Regions from separate parts of the Mus musculus genome. Here all the other regions are linked to region 4. A link is a contact called in public Hi-C and HiChIP or PLAC-seq data. All regions are on one chromosome and are shown on one strand. The core of a region is the stretch at or near the end of the contact, and the rest is flanking DNA. Distances in the headings are between cores, read along the strand shown.

Region 1 (4,823 bases), core at 1,916-4,415, 400 kb before region 4:
CAAAAGTGCCCCATCCATGGAGGGGGAAACCGGAAGTGCTCCCACCTAGGACACAGGATTGCCCAGACTGGCCCTGCTCATGGGGGGGGGGGGCATAGAGAATACCCCTGCCCCAAATACTGGACTACCCAGAGTACCCCTGCCCATGGAGGGGGGGGCCACAGAGAGTGACCCTGCCCACGGGGAGGGGAGCACGGCAAGTGCACCTGCCCTAAGACACAGGACTACCCAGAGTGCTCCTGCCCACGGAGTGGGGGCACAGCATGTGATCCTGCCCTAACACACAGGACTACCCAGAGTGCTTCTGCCCGGGGGGGGGGGACCACGGAGAGTGCCTCTGCCCATGTAGGGGGCTACACAGAGAGTGCTCCCCCCACAACACACTGCCCCTGCCTGTGGAAGGGGGGACCGCAAAATTGCTCCCACCCAGGACACAGGACTGCTCAGAGTGTCCCAGACCACCAAGACTGTTTCCAACCAGGTCACACAAGATTGCACAGAATGACTATGGGTGGGGGATGGGGGTGGCACAGGGAGTGCTCCTACTCAGGACACAGAAGAGTGCCCAGACTGGCCCTGACCATGGAGGAGGGAGCACGGAGAGTGCACCCACCCAACAGACTGGACTGCCCACAGCTCCCTGCCCAGGGAGGAGGGAACCACTGAGAATATTCCTGCCTGAGATGTACACTTACCTAGAAGTCAACAGGACAGATAACTACCCAAGATACTGTCACTTAAGAAGATGAGATTCTATGCAGAGGGCTGCTGCCAGGGAATGGTGGGTGGCGGGGACTATCTAGCAAGAAGTGGGCTTCCCCCAGCATGTTTGACATGACAGATGTCAAACAGTGTGACACAGAGCAATGGCAGATGCATTGCAGGGAGTGGTGGGCGGCATATGGTATGTATCCTGACACGCCGTAGCATATGTACCATATAGGTACCTGTCACACACACTGTAGTGTAAAGTTTCCAATACACATAAATGTTAGATCCCAGGTTGGCAAACTGTAGCTCATTGGCTAAGTCTGGCTGGGGAGAAGTTTTATGTGTTCTAGGAATTAAGAATGAATTTTACCTTTTCAAATGGTTGTAAGACTAAAAATAAAAACACACAAAAATTGTATTTCTACTCTGTTGCGACATAGCTTCAACCTATAGCACAAGTTGGCACCTGTGTGCACTTTCATGGGCGCTAAGTAGCTCCTATTGCTGTTGAGTGACCAGGACAACAGAGTGTCCAAAGCTTAACAACTTCTCTTTGGTCCTTTACTGGGGGAGAAAAAAAAGCCTATCCTCTAATGAAAGCATCAATACTGACTGGTATATTGCTAATATAATCAGTACATTGGCATAACAATATTAATATAACAATATACAATGGCATAACATTAAAATAACTGAGGTCATGCATCCACTGATATGTTGATAGTAGAATATTATATGTTAAGTATGTTATAATAACAATATTATGTCATTGCACTTAGTAGTCAGGTTGGATAATAGAAAACTGTCATTTTTGTAGACTCTGATCCCTTGAAAGTTGGCTAATTTCCTATTATTAGGTGCAGTGCGTGTTGTGGTAGGGACGACGTGAATGTCGGTGATTGACACATCACTTGCCTCTGTCTCTGCCTTCTGACTTGTTCCCATCTATAGTAACCTTAGACATTTGACTTCATGTCTCGTCTTTATCTAAGACCTGAGTCACTGTTTTCTTCTTAAAGGTAATTTTACTTGTGATTATGCTTGTGTGGTTATGAGCCTGTGTGTGTGCAGTGCCCCCAGAGGCTAGAAGTGGGTGCCAACATCCCCCAGAGCAGTGCATGCTCTAAACCACTGAGTCATGGCTCCAGCTGCTGTGTCACTCACTAGCTTCTAACACAAATGGATAGCAAAACTTGTTTTGTCCAGAAATGACAGACTTTCTTTACAAGATTCATTTTGAATTTACAGTTCTACAGACTGCCCTTGCTTCACCGGCTCCCTCTGCACTTGGCACGTGTGCATGCTGCCTTTGAGGCAGACCAGGGGACAGGAGGGACAGGAGGGTTCCCTTGCCAAAAGTGCCACTGCTGGCATCTTTGGGCTGTATTATGTCTAGCGGGTGTTTGGAGACTGATAACTGTTTGGTGGCATCTTCCTTCTTTACCCACAAGATGCCTCTAGTGGCCTCCCTGCCGACCCCCTGCCCGCTACTTTGACATCCAAAAGAATCTCCAGACATTGCGAAATAACTGAGAATGGTTAGGAAGGGATGCACATCCGCCCACCAGCTGCCACAGTGAGTTAGGACGGTGTTTCGGGTAGCTTGTGTCTGTCAGTCAGAGGAGGGCAGGCTGCGACTATACTGTTCGCACCAGCACGGCTCAGCAGCAGCAACAACACAGGGCAGAGGCACGAACTAAGTGTTCAAAATGTTAAATTCTCAAATTCAGGTACAGAGTTGAGCCTGCTAGAGAGAAACTTGAGGGGATCGAAAAGCTTCCTTTGAAAGGAAAGCTACCCGGGTGGATTAATCTTTTTTTTTTTTTGGAAGGCATGGGCTGTGATCAACTTCTTTCTGTTCCAAGCCTATTATTTCAGCACGGAGAGCTCGGGCTTGTGTTCTTGTTTCTCCCTCTCCCCCTCCACCCCCTCTCAATAATCTTTTATTGCTCTAACACGATTTTACAAAAGGAACTCTTGTGTACATTTGGGCTGAATGTGAGAGAAATAGACTCCTCATCAGAGAGGTAATTAGAGTTTATAAGCACAGCCCAAGTCTGCAGCAAATCCCTCTACTAATGAGGAAACCAGGAGTCTGACTTTCAAACAAACACTCCTGTTAATCTTTTCAAAGCAAGTCAGACATGTGGGCAGGCAAAGGCTGTAAACCAACAGTGGCTCTGGTAGGCTGCCCTGGTAGGCTGCCCTCTAGCCTCTCCTCCAGCCAGCAGGCCACACCTCATTCCTCAGGGTTCATCTCTGCGCCCTCACCGGGGACCTCTATGAGCAAACTCTGTGTCACTTGTTTTGCTTACAGAGAGCCATGACATGCTTGAGAGTTAACAGGAAGCTCTACTCCATTTTTTTTTTCCAGTTAGATTTATACAGTCTAGGGAGAAGCCGAGGCAGGAGGGAGAGCATTAGGCACACACACAATCGGCCTGTTGTCATCTGATGCAATACACTGGACACAAACAAGTGACTCTGCCCATTATCCCTCTTGCTTCATTTGTCCTGAGACAAAAAAGGTGAATCCACTGGAAAAAAATGAAGGAGAGGTCACCACGTTTCAGAGCCGTGTCTGAACATGCTCTGCCAGTCTGTCCCAGTTCTTACATGGTAATGTGGTAATGGTACCACGTTACCGGAATCCCGAGTGAGTCCGTGATTTGTCATGGGCATAAGCGCAGGAGTAATGTTACAGTCTCAGCTGCTGGGGGCAGAGTATGTGGAAGATCTGAGATAGTGTGGCGTCTTTCTACGAGAGGTCAGGTTCTCTCTCCCTCCTCCCCTTCTCCTTCCATCCCTCCCTGTCTCGCTTTGTATACGCTCTGTAATAAAAAAGACATGGGCCTTTTAGATATGTTCAAATTCAAGTGCTCTATTCGAATACGTGTTCTCATTTACAGCTATTTTATTTTTAGTTAGGTGCTCGCGCGCATGTGTGTGTGTGTGTGTGTGTGTGTGTGTGTGTGTGTGTGTGTGTGTGCTTGCAGACACTGGAGGAAGGAGAGAGATGCCCTCGAGTTGGAGTTATGGGCAGCTGTGAGCGGGCTAATGTGGGGGGCCTGGGAAGAGCAACAAAGGTTCCTAACCACTGAGCTACCTCACCAGCTCCCCGTGTTTTCATTTTTAAATCCTGTCTAACCTCTTTCCTTACACATCAGCAGTCACACAGAATTTATACATCACCCAACTACGGCTCCTCTATTCTTTTGGCTAGTCCGGTGCACGCCGCCCCCACCCACTCAATTCAGGTGACAACTGCCCCCTCTCCCATTCATGGGGAGACTTTAAAAGTAGGAAGTGTGAGGATTAGAAGGTTCAGCCACTTTCACTGGCAGTGTCTCTCCCTCTATGGTGCTAAGTCTCTACCTTGACAGAGCGCAGAGTCTTGGCTCTAAAGCTTGATGTGGATGAAAGAGGTCCCACCCCAGGCCCCTCCCACTGCCCCCAAAGGATTAAACAACCTGAGCAGATAATGACCGCCTTAAAAGGCTCTCCTGCGTGACTCAGATTAGTATGCGCTGTCTGTCGCCCAGGTTGGCAGCTAGACATTAATTAACCAAAAGAAAAGGAAGAGGGTAAAATAAAGGAAGAAGAGAAATGAGGAGGAAAGATAAACCTTCACGTGGCAGCTCCTTTCAGACAAGGTGTGGAGTCTGTCTGTCTGCAAGGGACAGAGACAGACAGGGCCCGTCTGCTGAGAACGCATGTGTGTGTGCTGAGCAGCTAGGCAGGTCGGGCTGGGGGAGGCTGAAAGCCCAGAACTCGAAGCTGTCACTGGTGGGATTAGAAGGCACATCAGCCACAGAGGGGTCAAGTTCGGCTGACAAGCTGTGGGCCTGACAGCCTCTTCCTTTCAGGGACCCTACCTACCCTCTCTGGCCCAGGTTTATGAGAACACATTACAGGCTTTTGAGGCCTGTGCTCGGGGCTTGGTTTCTAGAGGGAGTTTTGCCAAGTTGAGGCTCACTCTATGCCAGTTGTTTGTCATTCTCTGGTCTTCCCTACTGGGCAGCAGAGGGTCACTTTTGGGTCCTGGCGAACTCTCTCTCTCTCTCTCTCTCTCTCTCTCTCTCTCTCTTCCCCCCTCTCTTTCCTGTACTATT
Region 2 (4,366 bases), core at 386-2,885, 270 kb before region 4:
TGTCTCAACGTCACAAGAGATATTGTCAGAGCAAATGCGTTGAGGGTATGTGATGCTTGCTAATGTCTGACAGGTGGGCAGGAGAGTCAGCACTGGATTCTAAAGCCCTCAGATGTCTCAGATTTTAGCGGAGCATAGAATATCTTCAGAATTTTCATAGAAGTGCTTGTCAGTTTAGAAGTTCCACCTTCATCCAGGCTATTTATGGTGTTTTATTGGGGAGAAGGGGGCAGAAGGTAAATTTGATTTAAAGGCTGAAGTGGATTCTCTGTTTCTTCTTCTTCTTTCCTTAAAAAAAAAATCCTGCCTGGAGCAGAGACAAAGGGTCCTATTGTGCCCTGACCTAGGCGTGCGGTGTCTCAGACAGAGGCCTAGCCCAAGGCGCACCGCATCACACACACATGGACCCAATCTTTGTCACCTAATAAAGACTCATTGAATCAAAGGGCAGGTTATCATTTATTCTGTAGGCTGACTAATGCACCATTCTTCCTTTCAAGCAGTCTTTTCTGAAGACTCAAACAATTAGGCTTTATTATTGTTGCTGTTGCTGTTACTGTAATATTTTAAAAACACAAATGGACCTGGTAATGTGCCATTGTAACAGGGTGGCTGTAGGCAAAAAAAAAAAAAAAAAAAAAAAAAAAAAAAAAAAACCCAAACCAAACCAAAATAAAAAAAAAAAAAACACAATAATCTATTGTTGTGCTGAAATTCTCTGTAAATGGTGGTCCCTGGGATGTCTCTGAAAACCCAGCAGTAACTTAATCCATTCATTTCTCTTTTGTTCTCCAGTGTCAATGTTCCGAGCCCTGGGCACACCTGAGAGAGCTTACCTCTCCGCAGTCACTTTAGACTTCAGATCAACCTATCTCATGGAAAGAATCGTTTTCCTCAGTTTAACAAATCTGAAAAATGGGCTCTGTGTGGATTAATTTTTTTTCTTAGTGTCCAGTTTGACCACTGGCTGCTGAGAAGGCCCGAGAACAAACAGAAAGGAGAGTCATGAGCTACTCCCTGGGTGCGGGAAGGAGAAAAGGTCCTGATAACTCGGCCACCCCCTTCCATCTCTCTCTTATTTTTCTGTAGAAAATACCAGCTGGGGGTTTTACTTCCTTTCACAAGAGTTGCACCCAGTTTGGCTCACGGACGCTGCCACAGTCTCAGAGAAATTAGGGGTCAGACTAAGCGCCTCCTTCTTTCCATGCCTTTCCCAAACATCTCAGCTCTGCAGTCATGAGCTGCTGAGGCCTCACACCCTGCAGGCAGCCCGCATTTCAGCTCTACAAGGCTCTGCTCCAGAGACTCACAGTCTCTAAAGTCACGGTTTTGATGAGCAGGATCAATTAGTAAGCCATGAGTCAGAGGCGGTATTCACGCTGAAAAGCTCGTCACGCCAGGACAGATGAGACCGCACGTGTGACTTTATTCTGAAATAGTCTCCCACCAACTGTGTTTCTGAGGGAATAAACCTTGGTCCCTTTCTCATCTCTATCAAAACAGAAAAGTCGGCAAGTCCTCTCTCAGAACTTAATATTTATCTCAACTATTCCTGTTTCTAATTTAGGGCTAAATTAGTTCTCATTAGAAGGAGAAGTTGGAATCAGTTTCTTCCCTCTTGAGCCTGAGTTCTCCTAGCCTGACATCTTGCTGAGGCTCCAGCGAGACCGGCTTTGTTTATCTCCTCTCAATTTTGTCTCTGCTCCGAATTCACTCTCCTTGTCTTTGATTCTTGGAAATGAATGCTTTCCTATACGCGGGCATCCTTCTGACCTGCCAAATACCACATCTGTCAAATGCTGAATAGACCTTGTTTAAACAAGAGGGTGGAAACTCAGCCCTTCATTAAAATCTCTAAAGCAAATGCTACCCTCTTTCCTCTCAACACATTTTTTTTTTTGGTGTGTGCATTCGATATTAGCATTTAATAATAATGTCTCACTACGTCTTGGCCCAAAGTGCCAAATGGAAAGGCTTCCTGATGACAACCCTTAAAGAGACAGCCAGATGATCGCCCCAGGAAGCATGGTGCCGGTTTCACTGCTTATCTGGCCAAACAACGAGACCAAAAGAAGCTGTACATACCCTCCTGGCCAGAGTAATTCTGAGTTCTTTTTGTCTAGATTCGATTCCTCTGAAAACACATTCCATACTCTGAATGCTGTCTTCACCAAAGGTCTACAGGTGGACTGTTTGAGTAGATCAGAACTAACTCATGATCATTTGATGCTTCAGATAAATATGTAAATGGTGACCTATAGTGAGAACCCTAATGGACCTTATGCATTTCTATAAGATCATCACCCAAAGGAATCACTCATTAAATAAGGTAACTCATCATTTAGCTGCGGTCAATGAATACACTTCCCTTCTCTCCAAGCTACGGAGTAGACAAAGCATCTGATGACCCGACTTTATCCTCCTGCCTCAGTTTCCTTCTTGCATGCTCACTCATGGCTTTATCTACGGCCGAATTGGACACCGAATGGCCTCTGTTGGTGAAGATCATCCTGCCTGCTGTGACACATGTGGCAAGGGTACCCCCTTTCATAGCAGGAAACGTGTAAGAGAGGATGTGCCCCACCAAACTGAAGTACAGCTGCCGTGCTGGAGTCGAAAGACATAGAAGGCTCCTGTCCCCATGTCAGGCACCTCAAACCGACAGCAGCTGGGCCCCAGAGTTCAGCCTTGTGCACCAAGGAGTTGAGCTTTATAACAAAGGCACCAAGGATTCTCTGGGCCATAAGAGGGGCTGGCTGGCAGGGTTTATCATCTGCTCAGCAGTGTCTCAGAACACATCTGCAAGAACAACAGCCTTTGGAAGCAGAGCTACACATCACAGGGATGCTAGACCCGAAACAAATTCTACACGGGTGTTTTTTGAAAATTCTGGAACATTTCAAGTTCTATGATCTTTGGATCACTCTGTTTCCAGGTTTTGTTTCTATTGTTTTTTTTTTTTAAAGTCTTCTTCCCAGAGAAGTGCTTTCAGACTAGGCCAGCAGTTGTGCAACTTAACCGAGCTATGCCTCTCTCTTTAATATTTGCTTTTGTTTTGAGTTTAAAGAGAAATCAGCAGCAATGAGAGAGCAATGCTTCAACTTCATTATGTTTTCTGGATTCTTTACAGTGTCAAAAAATAGTGTTAGCATCTTTCAGCATACAGTTAATGCCAAGTGCTCTTGCTTTGCGCGTCCAGGGGATGGGCACGGGCTGTGGAGCTGTGGAAGGATGCCCGAAGGTGGCTATTGAGAACCTTGTGGAATGGGAGCTGTCAGTAGAACAGAGAACCATTAATGATTTATGAGGCAAGTTAATAATGCCAGCTTCTATAGAAGGACAAGCCCAGAATTCTTGGACCATCAGTAAAGGATTGCCTGTGGTCTACCAAGTGGCAAGCATTCATTAGTTCTTTAGTGTCCCAGTTAAATGAGTTTTACATTCGTCATCAACATCTAGAATTTCTCAAACCAAGTCATAAACGCACAGGAAGAGTAAAATAGTACAAGAGGAATAATTATGATGATTTTAAAAGTTGATTTTCTTTGACAGGACAATGTCCATATTCTTGTATGTCTAAGGACAATAAATTCAGGCATGTGGTAACCTTAAGATAGGGATTATAATTATAAACAGCTTGCACCAAATTCTTGAACGGGTCTCTACATCCTAAATCAGTGGAGAGAAGACACCAGGTCTTTTTGTCCTAGGAGTGTGAAACTTGCTAGCATTTCAGGGATCTCACTGTGAGCTCATTTACCAAGCCTTGGGCTTTTCTTCTCCCGCAAACAGGAACATGAAGGTCTACCTCGGATTTTCATAAGGAGGCAGAGGAATTTTCTGGCCCTTTAAGGAGTGTTGATTAGTAGGCGTCTCTTCCACCAGGCTCATAACCCTTTAATTTGTGTTTCTGGTTTGTCCAAGAGAGATTTGCCCTTTTCAACTTAAAATGAAATAAATGCAGTCCACATTTGCCTCCATGAGAGCGATGACCTGATACTATTAAAATACCATCTGAGAGAACTGGAAATACTGGATCCTTCCACCACGTGAGGATTATGGGCATCACTGCACCCAAGAGGCAGGAACGGCCCTCCTTCAAGTCTCTGAGTTCTGGTTATCATGCTTTCTCTAGCCTCGGTCATCTGATGAACGTAGCAACAAGCAAAGTTTCCTTCCAGAAACTTCACCCAGTCAGGACAGATGCTATCCCATGTTGCCCGAAGTCATGGCAGTGCCTTGGTCTCAGACAAGAATGGCAGAGGCTCAGTGATGGACTCGTAAGCTCATGGGAGAACTAGATCTACCCATGAGATATTGGTCTAACTCGATGTGGTGGGAAAACCAAGTGAGGATTAGAGTCCAT
Region 3 (4,371 bases), core at 1,784-4,283, 420 kb before region 4:
GTGTGTGTGTGTGTGTGGTGTGTCCGACTTCCTCATTTGGTGTGTTCTAGGCAAGGCTTAGGAATCTGCAAACTTGAAGGCTCCGCACATGGTTCTTATCACCACTTTGAGGGTTGCCCAGACCTTGCTTTTTCTTCATGAAGAAACACAAGCCCAGGGAGCTGGCACTTTGGTGAAGGTCACACAGCTGGGAAGAGGAGGAGCAGGGCCCAGCTGACTGATTCCAGTTCCATGAGGATTGTGATAAGCCATCCACATATTCCTGTGTGCTCCCAGCTGGAAATCACACTGTCTTGCAGTCAGTAACTGGCCAGGCCGCTTTCCTCAGCTCTTGTGTCTGATGACTGCATATGAAAGAGGCCCTGCACTCTGCCAGGAGCCCAAGACTCCTGCATGCCTGCAACACTGCCCGGGATCCTGGACTCCTCTTAGGGAGGGCTTGACTCCTTGATGTGTGTACTCTTTGGGGGCCTGCGCCCTGTCTCCTTCAGGCTCCAACAGTGGAATGCTGTGGGAAGGGAAAGGGCAGGAACCATGACAACCATGTCTCCCCCTTCCCAAGGTCTGCTTGGTGCAGCCTGGAGGAAGGCAGGCTGAGGGACACAAAACGCAGGCTGGGAGGGCTGTGGAAAGCTCCCTCAAGATTCTAGCAATATCTTGCTTCTGTAGCCAAGGGCAAGTGCAAGGGTCGGCCTGTTGGGCCTGCTGCTGGTGTTCCAACAATCCACGTCAGAAGAGGGACAGGCAGACACAAATCCATTTGAGAACACAATGAATCACAATTCTGCAGTGTTATTCCCCCAAAGACCTATCTTCCTAATTAATTAGCCCATATTGAGAAAAGTACCTGGTTTTAACTATTTTTAATTCTAAATTTCCTCTATAAAAATATGCACACAGATTTGTTTTCTCTTTGTTTTAAAAGGAATTTTGTAATATCCTTGATTTTTGCTTTCTGACCTACAACTCTTCATTTGTGTGTATGTGTGTGTTGTTTTTTATTTATTTGTTTGTTTGTTTTGAGACAGGGTCTCACTATGTCCTGAAATTAGCTCTATAGACCAGGGTGGCCTTGTACTCGAGAGATCCACCTGCCTCTGTCTCCCAAGTGCTGGGACTAAAGGAAGTCATGCGGCCTCACTGCCTGTGTGTATAAGTAGAGGCAGGAGTTTAACATTGAATATCCTCCTGGATCTCTTTACTTATTTATTTAAAAAGTTATTTTATGTGTATTGGTGTTTTGCCTGCATGTGTGTCTGTCCACCACATGTGTGCAATGCATGTGGCCCACAGAAGCCAGAAGAGGGCATCAGATACACTGGAGGTGGAGTTAAAGGTTGTTGTGAGCCACCATGTGGGTGCTGAGAATTGAACCCGAGGCTTACGATGATAGAGCAGCCAGTACTCTTAAACGCTGAGACATCTCTCCAGGCTCTCAACTTTATTTCTTGAGATGGGATCTCTCACTGAGGCTGGAACTTATTGCCTCAGCAAGAGCAGTGAGCGAGAGGGCTGTGGGGGTCCTGCTGGGTTTGCCTTCCCAGAAGTGAGGGCTTGCTGCTGCCTACCTGCCCTTTGATGTGGGCACTGGAGGTCACAGTGAGGGCTTCCTCAGCTGAGCCATCTCCCAGACCCTCCCCTCTGCCTCTTTTGAGCAAGTTCACTGACTGACACTTGGCTGTGCCTTCAGCCAACGGACTGTAATGTCAGGGGATGGCAGAACATAGATCATGCCTCAAAGTTGACAGGACTTGAGACCATCTGATTCCCTAATACCTAAGACCTAATTGCTATGAGGGGGGCCACTGATCCCAAAGCTTCTAGGGCCACAAAGCTGCCATCGTGTCAAAACAGTCCTCCTTGTCGGCCATTCTGGGGCCAATGCCCCAATGTGTGGAGCAGCCTGCTGACCATAATGCACAGCCCCCAGATAACACTACTCATTGCTCGGTTGTGTAGCCGTGACGTTTCTAGCCTCTTCCCCACCTTCCTTATGACCATCAGAGTGGTTCATAGCTGATACCTGCGCCTTCCTTAAGACCAGCAGGCTGCTCACAGCTGGCATCGAGAGTGAATAGCTTTAAAATCTCATCAGTCCAGGGAACAGGTAAGAACCGGTTCCCCAGCTAGGGGAAAAACACAACAAATATTTTGGACTGAGCCATGTGTGCCCCATCTTGCTGGAGCTTGCATGCGCCTTTGGAGGCTCTCAGACGGCTCTTAATTAATTGCTGGAGAGCCAAGTGGAGCAATCTTGTAAGCACCTCTCTCCTGCTAATCTGATCCAGCCGAGCAGGGGGCAGGGCACAGGGCTGGCCCGGATTGGGGATATAGATGGAACAGGCTGGGGCCTGAGGGCTTAGTGGCCCAACCCCGAAGTTTAGGGTGACCTTTGGAATGTCCAGTCCATTGGCCAAGCAACAGACCCTTCCTCCCAAGCAGAGAAAGGTCTTCTCTTAGCTTGGAAAGGAGGGGCCCTGAATCACACCTGACCCTTGCTTCTTGCCAGCATTTTGGATGGATTAACCCTTTAGGTGTCATACTGTCACAGGCAAAGCAGACACTAATTCTACATCCCGGATTACCAAAGAAGCCAAGACATGGGTGGTGATGTCACAGGAGTCCAAGTCCTGATCCAAAGGCTGTTGACCAACTGTGCATGCTGGCATCCAAAGACAGTATGGGGAAAGCAAAGGAGATCTATAGGCTGGACATACTTTCCTAAGGACTGAACAAACTCTAGGAACCAGGGGTTACATGAAGCAGGGATGCTGTCAGGTAGAGCTGGAGCTATAGTGTCAGAGAGCACACTCCTAACTCCTGTGCATTAGCGGTTACAGCGCCTACAGGGCCTGCAGAGCTATGGGTCCCCACAGCCACGGGACCCACTGTAAAGCAAGCAGCACTTAGCCACACCCCTCTCCTCCTCATATTTCTGTTCTTCCGTCTTCTCAATCTATGGTACGCAAGCTTGTCTTAACCACAGCCTTGGTGTCATGCCAAAGCCTTACCCTGGCCCCTTTTGTTTAGCGACTTCGAATAGTGATTATGATAGTCATCGCCAGACCTTAAGGCGGCTCAGAGAGAGTTCCATCAGTAGTGACCATTGCAAGAACGCAGAGCCCAGGGTGAGACGAGCATGCTTGAGTCGCACAGATGTGGCTCTACATAAGAGAGAGTGAGGGAGTGGGAGGGAGCCGAGGGGGGCTCGGCGGAGTCTGGGAATTGAGAAGCTTCAAAGGGTCAGTGTGCCTGTGATTAGACCAGCTGTGCCCCGTAGCTGGCAACTACTGAAGCTGGGCTCTTCCCTCTCACAGGTGCTGGGGACTGGGCCCTATCTTCAAATGTTGGCTGCTACAAAGAGTAAATTTACTGTCAGCCTTGAGCTTCCCAAGGCAGGCATTTGGTGTGGGCAGAGACACATTAGGGATGTGGCCATGAATGACTAGAGACTATGTTAGCAGTTGTTTCAGCTTTTATGGTGAAAGCTGAGCTCTAGTAGGGAAGAGGGCTTTGAGGAACCTGGCCAGAGTTGTAACCCGGAGAGAGGCTTTGGTGTCAAGAACCTTTTGAGATTTCCGTTCACCAACCCTGTTCTGTGCCTTTGTCCTTTTAGTTTTCTCCTCCCCCCCCCCCCCGCATGCTTATTCCAGGAGTAAGGACAAGTCTTAATGCTCTGTGAGGTTTGCCAGTGCTATCTCAGGTTGCCACTTCTCTAATCAACTGTCCACATCGCAGAGAAGCAAATCGGCAAGGTTCTTTGGGCTCAGCTGAGGTAGGAGGCAGGCATCGGTGTGAGGTCAGTGCCTAACAACGGGCTGTGCTGGTTAATGGAGAGGTGTGCAGAGAGGTCTGGGTCGGAAGCATCAGCCAATCTCACCAACACAAGCAAATCATGACAAACTCAAGCTACCGACATTTAACACTTCTCAAAACCCCTGCAAGCGTGACAAGGTGGATAGCCTCTAAGGAGCTTGCCTCTGGGATAAGCCCCTGGGACTCACAGGGCTTTTTGTATTTGGATTTTCATCCCTCAATTTGGGCAGAGCTCATGCAAGCCCAGATCAAGGGTGAGCAGGGTGCTGGGGTTGGTCCTTCCTACAGGATGTTCCTGATCTGGGGCCGATTCACTGGGATAGCTATTCTAAAGTTGAGCTCTCCTCTTGCAAATTCCAAGCCTCAACTCCTGGCCATATGTGGTGGTGCACACCTGTAATCCCAGCACTTGGGAGGTAGAGGTAAGAGGGTCACTAGTTCAAAGTTAGCATGGGCTACATAGAGACATCTTCTCTCTCTCTCTCTCTCTCTCTCTCTATATATATATATATATATATATATATATTCCCCATCCCCCCAAAAGCAAACTAACAA
Region 4 (4,438 bases), core at 545-3,044:
AAACAGTGAGCCTGACTCTTGGCAGGATCAAGGACAGAAAGGCTCATCCCCACCATAAAAGTGTCCTGGGAGTATTCCTGTCCTGATTTCCACATTTTAAAAAATAGACTCTTTTCTCATACAATAATCCCTGATTATAGCTTCCCCTCCCTCTTTTAATTTGGCATTTCATCCCAGATGCTCTCAGAGGTTGGTGTGGAAGGAACATGGTAATTAATACATGAAGACCTGGTAGATGCAACCGGGAGAGAAAATCTCAAACCTCGCCTTTCTGTCTGGCTTTTCTCTTGGGAGCCTCTGGTTGGTCTTGGCTGCCATACCCAGAAATGAACCCAACCAACTCTGGCTGAAAAAGACTTATTCACAGGATGCTCACTCGGTGTGCTCCCGTCCTCTCTCCTGACTTTTGGAACTGAGATTTAAACCACCCTGAGCCCCATCCCTTCTGCAGAATCTCAATGACTAATCTGTTCTTTCTTTTGCCAAAAAGAAAGGATGCTCCTCCTCTTCCGTCCACTCCCCCCCACTCCCCCCCCCACCCCACCCCCCACCCCCCGGCCAAGATCAATTCTGCCGGTATTTATTAATCGTCTACCACCAGCTAGACATCGGGCAGGCAACACTGACACCATGTCTGTTCTTGGGAAATTTCCCCTCCCATGTTCCTCTTTGGGCTCTATAAAACAGGCGGCCAGACTACTCTCTTTTGAACTCTGAATCCGTTTTCTCAGAAGAAGAAGAGCCCTCAGAAAGCTGTTTCCTGTCTCTGAGCTCCCTGTGAACTCGATGGTTGATAAATGCTCATCTAATTGGCCAAACACAACTTTAAACATTTTATTTAAGGAAATAAATCATTGTTTCATTTTTTTTTTAAAGTTCTACCTTTCTGCTCTTTCAGAGTTAATATTTGGGAGCTTATCACAAAATGAACTTGATTATAGGGGACACAAATTGGCCATCAGGATCACAATCCCAGTGCACTGGGAATCCTGTGCCTAGATAGCAGAGGAATGGAATTTGAATCTGATAATTGTTAATGACAGGAAAAGAAAAAAAAAAAAAGATTGTTTCTTCTTTGCTGAGCCATCACCCACCTGCAAGGAACAAATTAAAGATATTTACCTTTAAAAGCCTTTGAAAGCTATTTAAAGAAAAATAGACAAAAAGTGAAGTGGAGGATTGAGTCACAATTGAATTTGTTGAAGTAATTAAGTCCCTCCCTCCCTGAACAATTATGTTTAATAATAAACATCTAGGATGCCATTTTTATATTCTTTAGTGCCCTTCATGGTAGTGCTGTTATATAAGCTCACAAACTCAAGTGTGCTTTCCCCTCTTCCCCTAGCCTACCCGTGGTCTTTATTGTTGTTTGATTGAGTCACCTTGTAAAATTATAATCTTTTGTAGAAATATATTTCTAGATGAGCAAGCCCCTCTGGGCTCCTGCAAGCCTCACCTTCGCTGAGCGAGCGACTGACTGGCATGAGGAGCGCGCAGGATCGAGCTCTTGACCCATAATTTTCTATGAGAAAATGATCAGGAAAGCTGGCGAGGCAGCGTGTGTGGAGCCGGTCCAAGGGACCCAGCCTCCCCTCTGTTGTTTCAAACAGTCAACAGCTGCCCGGCCTGTTTTTCCCATCACACTTCAGGATTGCGTTAGAAAAAAATTCACCTTATAAAAAAAAAATCATGAAAACTGAGAACAGGGAAGCGACCGAGCGGAGGCCACTGTGTGGTGAGTTGCTGCTGTCATCCCGGGCTCTGCTCCTGGGCTTGGCACCTGCCCCAGGGGGCTGCATTCCCTGCCCAGCAGGGAGTTCCAGCTGACCTGCTGAGAATGTCCCGTGTGAGTCACCGCCTTTAACTCCATCAGCGCCATTTGCTGCCCACTTGGATGTTTCTGAACAGCTGCTTGGCTCTGAACTCATCCAGTAACTGGAAATGCGGCCGTTGTCTGGCTAATTTTCAAAAAATGGAGTCAGAGGCAGGGTTAGGGAGAAAGAGAAAAGCACAAACCCAGTCAAGAAAGACAGACAGCTAGCTATCTTTACCCCTCGATGGCTTTGAATTCCTTGGAAATCAAATGGCAAGGTCAAATAAACCCAGTTTGTCCCTTTCTTTCTTTCTGTCGCTTACTGTTTGCCTAAGGAAGTTGGGTGCGATCTCATATGGGATTTCATGGTATCTAAAAATTTACCTCCCTCAAGGAGCCTGTCTGATCGTCATGCTTTTAAACTTACCCATCCCGTTTTCCAAACACAACAGTGAATATTTCCCTTGCTCTGGAAACGTTTTTCACATTTGAAGTTCATTTTTAACTCCATCAACAACTTTTAAGAGGCTTCAATTGAACAAGTTTCTGGCCTACACATTAACCAGGATATTTGAGAAACATTAGACATGATCCCTGGATACAGGAATTTGTAATGAAATGGAGAGAGAGAGAGAGAGAGAGAGAGAGAGAGAGAGAGAGAGAGAGAGACAGAGACAGAGAGACAGAGACAGAGAGACAGAGACAGAGAGACAGAGAGAGAGAGAGAAACCCTGATTCAAATGGATTTCAAATGGATGGTCCAGGAACAATATGGGGGAGGTGGGAAGTGCCAGACGCCTGCTAGAGCTATTTGGGCTTCTGAAGTTCAGAGCAATGCTCTGGAAAGCTGCTTTTCAATCTAGAATGATGGTAACCAATATTAACAAGTGAAATTGAATTGACTCTGTAAACGTGAACAGTGTCAGAGCTGGGCACACAGCCCAGGGGTCTGTTAAAGGCTAAACACTTACAGGGTCACAGGGCTTCACTGGATGGGAAGTCTGTGATCATTGTGTGCATCTTCCTATGCATTAACACAGGCAGACATTAAAGAGAAAAATCTCTTCCATCACCAGAGACACTGCAGGGATGGCAGACAGTTCATAGGTCACGAATCCACTGTACTGTATCTGGGATCCAGTCCTTACTTGAAGGTGGGAGAGTAGATACATGGGAGAGAGAAGACACTTTGATTTGTGAAGATCTGATCTGCACGTTCTCTATTTCCTTTCTTGAAAGGAAATCTTAGAGGACAATAAAGAAAAACAGAGTCCTCTATTTTTGTCTTAGCTTTTCATGTGGCTGCCACAAAACACTTGTTAGGAGCAACTGAATAGAGGAGAGGTTCAGCTCAGGCCGTCAGAGACAGTCCACCACACCAGAGGCACGCTGGACAGACTGGCCTGGTAGGTGATCGAAGATTGAGGTGCAAGCTCACACAGCAGGAAGCAGGGAGCTAGGGCTGGAAGCAGAGTCAAGCAACCCTCATGAGCTCCACCCTGCAACCTTACATATGCCACCAGACTCAATGTCCAAAGCTTCCACAGTATCCCAATCTACGGGGTGCCAACCCTACATACACATACTCACTTACACACCCAACCACACATGCACATACACACACTTGCCACACTTGCCCTCTCTCTCTCTCTCTCTCTCTCTCTCTCTCTCTCTCTCTCTCTCTCTCTCTCTCTCTCACACACACACACACACACACACACACACACACACACACACCATGTAGATTCTCTGAGTATCCATTAAAGTTTCAGCATTTACCATTCATTTCCCTAGCAGTAAACATGCAAGGCTGTTGGTTGTTCATGAGCTTGTTCAACTCTAAGCTATTTATTCCAACTCACCGAGTGTTCAAAGTCAAGATCACTTGTTCTTCAAATGTTAGATTAATTCATGCTATTAAATGAATGAACATACACAATCCTAATACCACCAATTGAGATTTGAGAATATATTCATTATGGTTGGGGGGTGGTGGTGGCTGGTAGTTTTAATCCTGAGAAGACTTGCTACAAATATTTTTTTTTAATTAAAAAGAAATGGTTCAATTTAGGACCCTAAAACTAACTAGTAATTTGCTCTGTGATTTCCCAGTTCATATGTAAGAGTGTTTGAAAGACTAATGAACAAATAATAATTTCACCAGAATGCTACAAATCAACAGTTATTTGTAGGTATGGCAAATCTAGATTTTGGTATAATTAAGAGTTTGCTTAATTTTATCTGTAGATTGGATGCTAACAAAAGGGACTTTCTTCAAAGACAAGGTTGGGGCACAAAGGGGGGCCACTACGAAAGGAAGCAGGCCTTAGTACTAAACATATACGGAGGCTGAAACTGCAGGTCACTCATGAATAATGTCACTTGGTCACTCATGAGTAATGCTAATTGATTGCTCATGTGTGATGCCACTTGGTCACTCATGAGTGATATCAGTTGGTTGCTCATAAATGATTTCACTTGGTTGCTCATGTGTGACATCACTTGCTCCCTCATGAGTGACATCACTTGGTTACTTATGAGTGATGTCACTTGGTTGCTCATGAATGATGTCACTTTTATATTACTATGGTGGTATAAACATCAAAACAGTCAGGAAAACAAGAA

What was found. A called contact is a pair of places that touch in the nucleus more often than the background predicts. HiChIP or PLAC-seq counts read pairs in DNA pulled down with a chosen protein or histone mark.
Region 1: a contact with region 4 is called in a FOXA1 HiChIP or PLAC-seq map of pancreatic cancer cells. The contact joins two enhancer-like sites. A contact is called at or near these places in 1 of 15 datasets of contacts at CTCF or cohesin (the NIH/3T3 cell line), 2 of 484 Hi-C or Micro-C datasets (the C2C12 cell line and muscle stem cells), 4 of 115 datasets of contacts at active chromatin or transcription factors (astrocytes, embryonic stem cells, fibro-adipogenic progenitors and 1 more) and 1 of 9 other capture datasets (embryonic stem cells).
Region 2: a Hi-C map of muscle stem cells shows a contact between it and region 4, with 2.4 times the contacts expected there. The contact joins two enhancer-like sites. A contact is called at or near these places in 1 of 15 datasets of contacts at CTCF or cohesin (the NIH/3T3 cell line), 1 of 484 Hi-C or Micro-C datasets (muscle stem cells) and 2 of 115 datasets of contacts at active chromatin or transcription factors (embryonic stem cells and regulatory T cell precursor).
Region 3: a contact with region 4 is called in an HNF4G HiChIP or PLAC-seq map of pancreatic cancer cells. The contact joins two enhancer-like sites. A contact is called at or near these places in 3 of 115 datasets of contacts at active chromatin or transcription factors (differentiating embryonic stem cells, embryonic stem cells and pancreatic cancer cells) and 1 of 9 other capture datasets (embryonic stem cells).

The regions. Positions count from the first base shown.
Region 1 is chr16:92,606,521-92,611,343 of GRCm38.p6, forward strand. The region is part of intron 7 of Runx1 (runt related transcription factor 1); the gene reads right to left. Among named protein-coding and RNA genes, the nearest start is that of Gm30224, 13 kb to the left of the region's middle. Within about 2 kb of position 3,166, at least 135 of the 459 cell types and tissues checked have an H3K27ac peak or open chromatin away from gene starts, as enhancers often do. A contact at or near this core is called in the C2C12 cell line, astrocytes, muscle stem cells and 1 more, where this site is marked.
Region 2 is chr16:92,738,881-92,743,246 of GRCm38.p6, forward strand. The region is part of intron 2 of Runx1 (runt related transcription factor 1); the gene reads right to left. Among named protein-coding and RNA genes, the nearest start is that of Gm30281, 21 kb to the right of the region's middle. Within about 2 kb of position 1,636, at least 21 of the 459 cell types and tissues checked have an H3K27ac peak or open chromatin away from gene starts, as enhancers often do. A contact at or near this core is called in muscle stem cells, where this site is marked.
Region 3 is chr16:92,579,033-92,583,403 of GRCm38.p6, forward strand. No RefSeq gene overlaps it. Among named protein-coding and RNA genes, the nearest start is that of Gm30224, 15 kb to the right of the region's middle. Within about 2 kb of position 3,034, at least 35 of the 459 cell types and tissues checked have an H3K27ac peak or open chromatin away from gene starts, as enhancers often do. A contact at or near this core is called in pancreatic cancer cells, where this site is marked.
Region 4 is chr16:93,005,002-93,009,439 of GRCm38.p6, forward strand. No RefSeq gene overlaps it. Among named protein-coding and RNA genes, the nearest start is that of Gm41499, 50 kb to the left of the region's middle. Within about 2 kb of position 1,795, at least 58 of the 459 cell types and tissues checked have an H3K27ac peak or open chromatin away from gene starts, as enhancers often do. A contact at or near this core is called in the C2C12 cell line, astrocytes, muscle stem cells and 1 more, where this site is marked.